Regions from separate parts of the Sus scrofa genome. Here region 2 is linked to region 1. The links are chromatin contacts, called in public HiChIP or PLAC-seq maps. All regions are on one chromosome and are shown on one strand. Each heading gives the region's core, a stretch centred on a gene start, on an enhancer-like site or on the middle of the called end of the contact. The rest is flanking DNA. Distances are from core to core; before and after follow the strand shown.

Region 1 (4,130 bases), core at 647-3,146:
TACCTTTGGTTGGGGCCTTAGCCAGGCTGGAGGGTCTGAGAGGGCCCTACTCGGTGTCTGGCAGTTGATGCTGTCTCTCTAATGGGTCACCTCTGACTTCCTCCATGTGGCTCTAGGAGGTGAGTCTGAACAGCCTCGTGGGCCCAAAGTTCTCACAGGACAAGAGACACTGCAGTGCCCTGTGAGACCTCGCCTCAAAGGCACACAGTGTCACTAGTGCCACATTTTGTTGGTCAAAGCAAGTCCTAGATCCTAGAGGGTGGAGAAAGAGGTTCCCCTTCTTGAGGTGATGAGCAACAACGGCACCTTGCAAAGGGAGGGTGGAGCCAGACAGGCAGGCCCCTATGATCTTTATTTTATTTTTTGTATTTTCTAGGGCCGCACCTGTGGCATATGGCAGTTCCCAGGTTAGGGGTCTAATTAGAGCTATAGCTGCCGGCCTACACCATAGCCACAGCAACGCAGGATCCGAGCCATGTCTGTGACCTACACCATAGCTCACGGCAATGCGGGATCCTTAACCCACTGAGCAAGGCCAGGGATCGAACCCACAACCTCATGGTTCCTAGTCGGATTCATTAACCACTGGCCGTGATGGGAACTCCCTGGTCTTTATTATTATGTTGGTCTACCCCAAGGAGTTAACATCACACGAGCTATATGGCTGGTTTGTACCCACCTTCCCACTCCCATCCTTGTCCCAGCCCCACAGAACGCTTATTTCTACAGAATTCTCAGATACCCACATTTGGCGGCCAACAGTGAGAACTGAATCTCAGCAGGACACAGCTGCATTGACAGAGCTCGTGAGTGAAGGGAACTGCCCTCCCGGGCTTGGCTTGAGGCCCAGAGCTCAGAGGAAAGGTCACCCACTCCCGCTGGCAGGAGGTCTGAGTCAAATAGCTGTTAAACCAAACAAACTAATACCCACCTCTACCGCTGCCCACGCAGATGTGACCGATTCTTTCCTTGAGAGAAAAGACTTCTCTTTGTCATTTGCCACTCTGACCTCTGCAGCATGGAAACTAAAAATAATACCCACAAGGAGAGTCCTGTATGCTTATTCTATTGTTCTTTACAGTCACAGCAGCTTGTGTCATGGACACCAGGATGAGGCAGGGAGGAGCACTTGGAACGTGGGCAGATGAGTCGTGGGTCTTCAGAAACCAAAGCTTGCATTCATTTTATAAATCCATCCATCCATCCACCCATCCATCCATCCACCCAACTATCTATCCATCCATCCATTCATCCATCTATCCACCCACTCACTCATCCATCTACTCATTTATCCATCCATCCACCCATCTACCTATTCACCCATCCATCCATTCATCTATTCAATATTTATTGCATGCCTTATCTGTGTCCAGCACCATACTAGGAATTCATTGGTAAACTCCACCCTCATGGAGTTCCCAGTCCAGAGATGGATTTAGACAATAACCAAATAATCAAAGCAGTAAGTAGTCGAATTGCTTTTTGAATAGGTATATGAAGCCACCACCCAGGGGATGCAATTTGAGTGCCTCTACTGGATCAGGCACTGCCATAAGCAGGGGATGATTATTTTCTAATTTAATTCTCATTACTACTTTATGAGGTTGTTACTATTAATATTCCTGTTTCACAGAATTGCAAGCAGAGACTCAGAGGGTAAGGTGACTCGCCCAAGGTCACAGAGCTGCCAAGTGGCAGAACTGAGATTGGAACCCAAGTGTGTCCACTGGTCATGGCAGAGCATCACAATGGGGAATCTCTGCATCCAGGGCCTTCTGCCCCCATTTGTTCTGGGCCTTGTAGCCACATCAAGGCCAAGGCACATGGGGTCTCCCCACACGGTCACCCTCTTTGCACCTGCTCTCGGTCTGATGACTCATGTCTCTGGGAATGGGATAAACATTAACCCAGTTTGTCTCCACCAGGCCCCAGGACAGCCACGCCTCCTGCTGGGCTTCTTCCTCACCTCCCAGGAAATCACAGCCATCAGCTCGGGCCCGCATGGCCATCAGCCACAGAGTCTCAGAAAAGGTCTTTGGGGATATAAACAGAGATGGCACTCAGAACAAAGGAAGCGTGGCTGTTACCAGGGTTCTTCAAGACCATCTGACTGCTGTCCTACTTCAAGTGTCCACACTGCCACAGGCTGGCGGTGTGCCCCCAAGCAAATTCTGCCTCTCTCTAGACCTCTGTTCCCTGCTGCTGCTAGGTTTGGTGCCTGTTGAATTCATCCATCCAGATGTTTTTGAAAACCTACCACATACCAGGTTTCACGATAGGCCCTGGGAAGTGACTCAGCACAGAGTTACAGTTACAAGAGAGAAAGTAAAAGGTGCCTTGGGAATGTAAAACCGGCTGGCTTGACCTAGATTAAAGGCCCTGGGGAAGTGACATTTCGGCTGAGACTTAAAGGATGGATAGATGATAATTTGGTAAAGATACAGAAAAGAGAATTCTAGGCAGAGAAACCAGCATCTGCAAAGTTCCCAATGTGGAGGAAAGTCATGGACCTGGGGAGCTGCCAGAATGGCTGGATCCTGGGGTGAGGGGAGGACAGTGCAGGAAAAGCACAAGGAGGTCGGGAGGTTTTGGAGACAACACTGGGATTGGGGTCCTTGAGAAAAGGGAGATGTGGGAACACTGAATTCCAGGGGTGGGAGCATAGGCCACGTATTCATGAAACAGGCTTCGTCGGCTCACGGAGGGAGGTCGGGTGGAACACTGGGGCTTCAGAAACAATCTTGACCTATTTCAAAATATTGCCAGTTCTGTAAGAGTTAGTTCTGTAGGAGCGTATGGGTTAACAGCTTTAACTGGAACCTGGGAATTCTCATAATGGGAGAGCAGAGCTCAGAGCTTCATATGAGCAACTGCATAATTTATTTAGCCCTTTCCCATTGGTTCGAGGATCCTCTAGACCCTAGGACTTGACCTGTAGTTAGAGCTCTATCTATTGCAGATAGCAGAGAACCTGACCTGAGAAAAGGGGATTTCCTGGAGCCTGTGTTTAAACAGCCAGAGGAAGACCTTCAGGTGTGGCTTGATCTAGGGGCTCACATGCTATCACTGGGATCCACTATCTCTTTCTTCATTTTTCAGCTCTACTTCCTTGGGGTTGGCTCTGCCTGTAGACCCTTCATCAAAAACAATGTTGGCAGCTCTGCATTCCATTCCTCATGCCCTCCAAGAGCATCAAAAAAGACATCCTAGGCTCTTCTCAGGACTGCAAGTCATGTGACAAACTCTGATTTGGGAGCATCCCTAGACCAATCAGCAGCTGGAGAGATAGGATCTGCTAACTGGCTCAACTTAGGTCACATGCTCCACCTTGGCATCCAGGGGGTGGAGTCAGCTTCCTTAAAAGCCCGGAGAATGAAGGTAAGGAGTGCCCCACCCTGGCAAAACTGAGGCCCTTAAAATGGGGAGGTGGGTAGTAAGCTGGGTGAAGGGAACAACCACATTCAGCACACGGAGGGGCCCGCAATTCTCTGAAGGTGAGAACCTTCTAGACCTTCTTCAGGAGTGGAAAAGAGTTGTTTCAAGGTTGCTAAGATCTGAGACGGGGTAATTTCATTGCCAAAGGTGCAGGCTAGGAGTTCATCAGGAAGACAAGGGGAAGAGTCTGGGAAGCACAGTTCCCAGAGCTGGAGGAAGGGGGAGCTCAGTGCAGGCGCAGAGTTCTCAGTTGAGACATGACACTGAGAACTGCATGTGTCAGAGAGATAGCTGCTTACACTGACCCAGGTTGCAGGGAGGAGGGAACACGTGCTCCATCCACCTTTCCCCTCCCCCTACCTGAGTGGGGAGTTTCTCTCCATCATCGGCCAGTGTACAGGGGTCTCCTATGGATTTTAAGCATCCTATGGTCTGGGTCTCCCTCTGGATGGGCTGTGGGCTGATGCAGCAGAGTGCCACTACGTGAACACTGTCTACCACCTACAGGGCAGGTGCTCCAACACGGTTCCTGGGGACCTCAGGGCTGCCTTCCTCGTCTAGCCCTGGACTCATGAACCTGACACTTCCTGAGCAGCAGCCACACTCCCAGACCCCTTTCCATTCCAGGCACCTGCTTTTTTCATCCCTGCCTTCCCAGACCTCTGTGGTCCATGCTTCCAGGATGCCCATGTGTC
Region 2 (3,943 bases), core at 373-2,872, 66 kb before region 1:
AAGATGCAGGGGCTATGAAAGGCAAGCTGACCAAAAACATCCAGCAAGCATGTATTCATGTACACCATTTGACTTTTCACAACAAATAATGCAAAGGGACTGATATTTTCTAGATCCTGGCTCTCGGGCTCATGGACTTGTAAAAATAATCTGATGATCACTCAGCATCATTACAAGAAAGAGTTTTTTTTTCTTATGTCAAAGATAACACTGAAGCAATTCTGGATGTGTAGCCCTTGAAGGACTGATGCTTTCAAAACAGAGAATAGTTTTTGGTTTAGATTCCAATATTTCACAAAAATGCCATGGTCTCAAACTCACCACAAAGGAGATGCCTCTTTTTATCAACTCCACCAAGAGCTCTTTAGCATCAAGAAGCCACATACTCCGTACAACTCATAATAGTGTCAATTAGGAAAAAATCCAACCCTAATCCTTGGGCACACTATTTGAAACTCACTATTAATCCGATGTGTGATCTTTTCTGGGGTGGTGCTAATGATATGAACTAATCATGTCTTTTTACTACTTCATCAATAATAAATCATTTTTGAGCTAAAATGACAACTTGGTATGGACCTCACCCGAGCCCCTTGCAATCCAATCAGGCCCTTCTTTGGTAATTTAAACAACAAATTCTTTCTAAAATCACTCATTCAACGTGCATTTTTAAGTGAGCCCCGTTTCCACCTTTTTACAAAGTGTCCGCTTGCAAGTTGAGGAAAGCCGCTCAAGAGACCCAAAATATAAAAAAACCTGGTGGGTGGGAATCCACTCCCTGTTGCCTGGGGGCACAAAAGAGAAAAGGGATGCAGGGAGCTGACTGGACTGGTGGACCTCAAGGGGAGCAAGCACAGAAAATAGCAACTGAAGTACGCGGAGTAAACGGCAAACCGCCTGCACTCCCCAGCTCGGGCACCCAGAGGGAGCTGAAGAGAGAACGGAGTTGCAAAGGGGAACAGCAGGACGAACCAGGGAAGGAACGACCAGGATGGAACACTAGGGAAAGACGGGCATGGGGCAAGCAGAGATGGGGCAGGCGGGGGACCATATGTTGGGGCTAGAGGGGAGAAAAGGGATGACAGTGGGATAGGGATAAGGATGGGGCTGGAAGGACAAGCCTGGGGGAGGAGGAAACCACAGCAATGAAACAGGGAGAACCACAGGGATGGGACTGGACCGAGAGACTGGGATGGGACAGGAAGGGGGGAAAGAGATGGAGCTCGTCCAGCGAAGTCACAACCACATCATAGCAACCCCTCGCTGGGGCGCTCGCGGTGCGCTGCACACGCCGCGCCGGGCGCTTTATCCCGGAGTCCGCCCGACAGCCCTCCGATGCCCCATTTCAGAGGCGGGAACGGCGAGGCCAACCCCGTAGCGCCCGCTCCCCGAGGTCGCCGGCCGGGGGACAGCAGCGCCTGAGCGCCCGACCCTCCCGGACACAGGGGGTCGCTGGCGGCCGCAGGGGGGCGGATACGAAGGGGTCGGCGCGGGCCCGGGAAGCCGGTACCTGGGCTCGGGCAGGACGATCTTCTTGCTGGCACGGGCAGCCGGGGTCGCCTTGCTCTTCTCCATCGCCATCAAGTAGCTGACATCGGCCAGCACGGCCTCCAGGTCCGCCATGTTGGCGAGCGGCGGCGGCGGCGGCGGCGGCGGCTCCTCGGGACCCGGACGGGACGCGCTCCCGCCGCCGCCGCCCGCCTCGCCCCGACGTGGGGGGCCGCCCCGGGGCAGCCCCCCCGCGCGCGCTCCCGCGCGCCGCGCGCCCCCCCGCGCGCCTCCGCCCGCCGCGCGCCCCGTGTCCGGCTCAGCGCCCCGCAGCCTGGTGCCCGCCCCGCCTCCTGCGCGCGCCGCTCGCAGCCCCGCGCACGCGCCGCCGCCCCCGCCCCTTCCGTGAGGGTCGGCAGGGAGCGCGCGCCCCTCGGCCAGTGCCCCCAGGCCCCCGGGCTGAGCAGCCTGGCCTGGCCCTGCCCACCCTTCGCCGCCTGACCCAGTCCCTGTAGGCACCGTTCCGCCCTCCCCTCAGAGTGGCCACGGGGGACTTCCTCTCCTCCTCCTCTCTCTTCTCCCGACTTCCCGCCCGCCGCTCCCGCCGCTCTCACGCCCCCTCTCCCCTGGGACCTCTGCGAGCCCGGGGCGCCCCGGACCCGACGCCTACCACCCAAGGGAGGTCTCTGTGCCCCGGAGACGTCAGTTCTCAAACTGGACAGTGTCCATCAGCATCCTCCAGGAGGTCTGGGGTGGCCCCAGAAATGCATGTGCCCACCTGTCCCGCCCAGGTGCTGCTGAAGCCGTGGTCCCGGTCACCCTTGAACAGCGCTCCGCAGACCGGCCCCTAAGCCTCAGTTCTGACCCTGAAAACCGCCCCTCCGCCCCCGGGCCCCGGCCCCCAGCCCCGTAAACTCAGAAAAGAGAAATCTAACAGCTGGAATAGGGTACTTGTCTCAAGCTAAGCAGGGCAAAATGAGGTGAGAGCTCCCTCGTGGGAGCGGAGCTGCCCTTAGGAGCCCACTGGTGGATGAGCTGTCTGCCCAAGGGTGGTCTCTGCTCCCTTGCCCGCAAAGGTTTGAGTTTAGATGTTAAAATGTTCCCTGAGAACTAGAATTATTCTTGCTCTTGTGGTTTTACCATCAATTCAAGAAACAATTAGGGGAGCCCTACTGTGAGCACAGATCCACCACAAGGGTGATATAGGGAAGTAGAAGAGGTGGAGGCCAAACACCCAGGCAGGAGGGAATTTCCAGCTTCCTGATCCTCAGTCTGGAGTGGGTGTCTGGAGTCACCACTGCCCCTGTGGGCCTGGGGTTTTCATTTACTTCTTATTTTTTTCACAGTGGTACACACAAGTCCACAGTCAGAACCATCACTCCTGCCAGAGTGATGTTAAGGGGTCCCCAGGAAGTCTTACAAAGACATAAGCTGAGAATCAGTGGATCAAAATATATATATATATACTTTTAATTCATCCCCTCTGGTCACATTGCACCAAGAGCCTCGACTTTCCTAGGATTTGAGTAAATGTTCTGTCAATAGTTTACCTGGTCAACAGAGTTCACCAGAAATGGTTAAGGACATTAAATGTAATGTCACAGCAGAAGCAGCCTGATTTGGTCATATAAGAAGCCTGCTCTCTTTTGTTCTCTTCTCTTACCACCCCCCTTCATCTTTTTCCTGTATGCCTGCCATCACAATTGGCTGCTTTAACCAGATGTTTCTCAAGATCTAAGGCACAATATTCAGTGAAGTTGTCCAGAAAAGGACAAGAGGGGTGTAAGAAATAAGCACACAACTCAAAGGAGTTTGGTCAGGCAGCAGAAAGCCAAAATGATGAGGGGACACAAAATACACCAATGAGACAAAGATTTGCATGAGCCAAATACCAAACTTTCATCTTCCACCCACTTTTTTTTTTGCCAAAAAACAGGAACACAGAATGTCTTGTCAAAGGTCACCCCAAGAGGAGGGGTAAGTTCCCAAAAAAGCATAACGCATATTTATGATTTAATTAATACATTTTCTTTCAATCTGTCTTTTTTATCATCCAAGTTTCACATGATTGTCAAATGAATACATACTTCTGGCTACATTTTCACAGTCTTCCAAATATGGAGATTTTTAACCTTGCCTCTTTGAATTGTGTTAATAATTTGGGGTGGTTTTTTTTTTGTTTTTTTGTTTTTTTTTTTCCTTCCTTTTTTTGAGGGGAAAAGAAGGGTTGCAGCATGGTATATTAAGTTTGGAACTAGAGACACATCTGGATTCAAATCCTTGCTCTGTTCTGATTAGCTGGGTGATATGAGAGGTACCATTTTATTCTCCATGCTTTGTGGTATTCATTAGTACAGTGAGAATGAGGCCACTGATCCCGGGGGTGTTAAGACAAAGGAGATAATACTCATAAAAATGCACCTTGCCTGACACACAGTAGGTCCCCAACAAAGGT

Evidence for each region. HiChIP or PLAC-seq counts read pairs in DNA pulled down with a chosen protein or histone mark.
Region 2: a contact with region 1 is called in an H3K27ac HiChIP or PLAC-seq map of skeletal muscle. The contact joins the promoter of LOC110256814 here to the enhancer-like site in region 1. A contact is called at or near these places in 2 of 2 datasets of contacts at active chromatin or transcription factors (alveolar macrophages and skeletal muscle).

The regions. Positions count from the first base shown.
Region 1 is chr14:43,237,452-43,241,581 of Sscrofa11.1, reverse strand. No RefSeq gene overlaps it. Among named protein-coding and RNA genes, the nearest start is that of CRYBB2, 33 kb to the right of the region's middle. Within about 2 kb of position 1,896, at least 12 of the 83 cell types and tissues checked have an H3K27ac peak or open chromatin away from gene starts, as enhancers often do. A contact at or near this core is called in skeletal muscle, where this site is marked.
Region 2 is chr14:43,303,053-43,306,995 of Sscrofa11.1, reverse strand. LOC110256814 (vegetative cell wall protein gp1-like) reads left to right here and starts at 1,622. Exons shown (of 2, transcript XM_021073681.1): 1 at 1,622-1,893; 2 at 2,027-2,339. The coding sequence starts at 1,622. The coding sequence ends at 2,339. GRK3 (beta-adrenergic receptor kinase 2) reads right to left here and starts at 1,741. Exons shown (of 21, transcript XM_001924379.7): 1 at 1,511-1,741. The coding sequence starts at 1,623.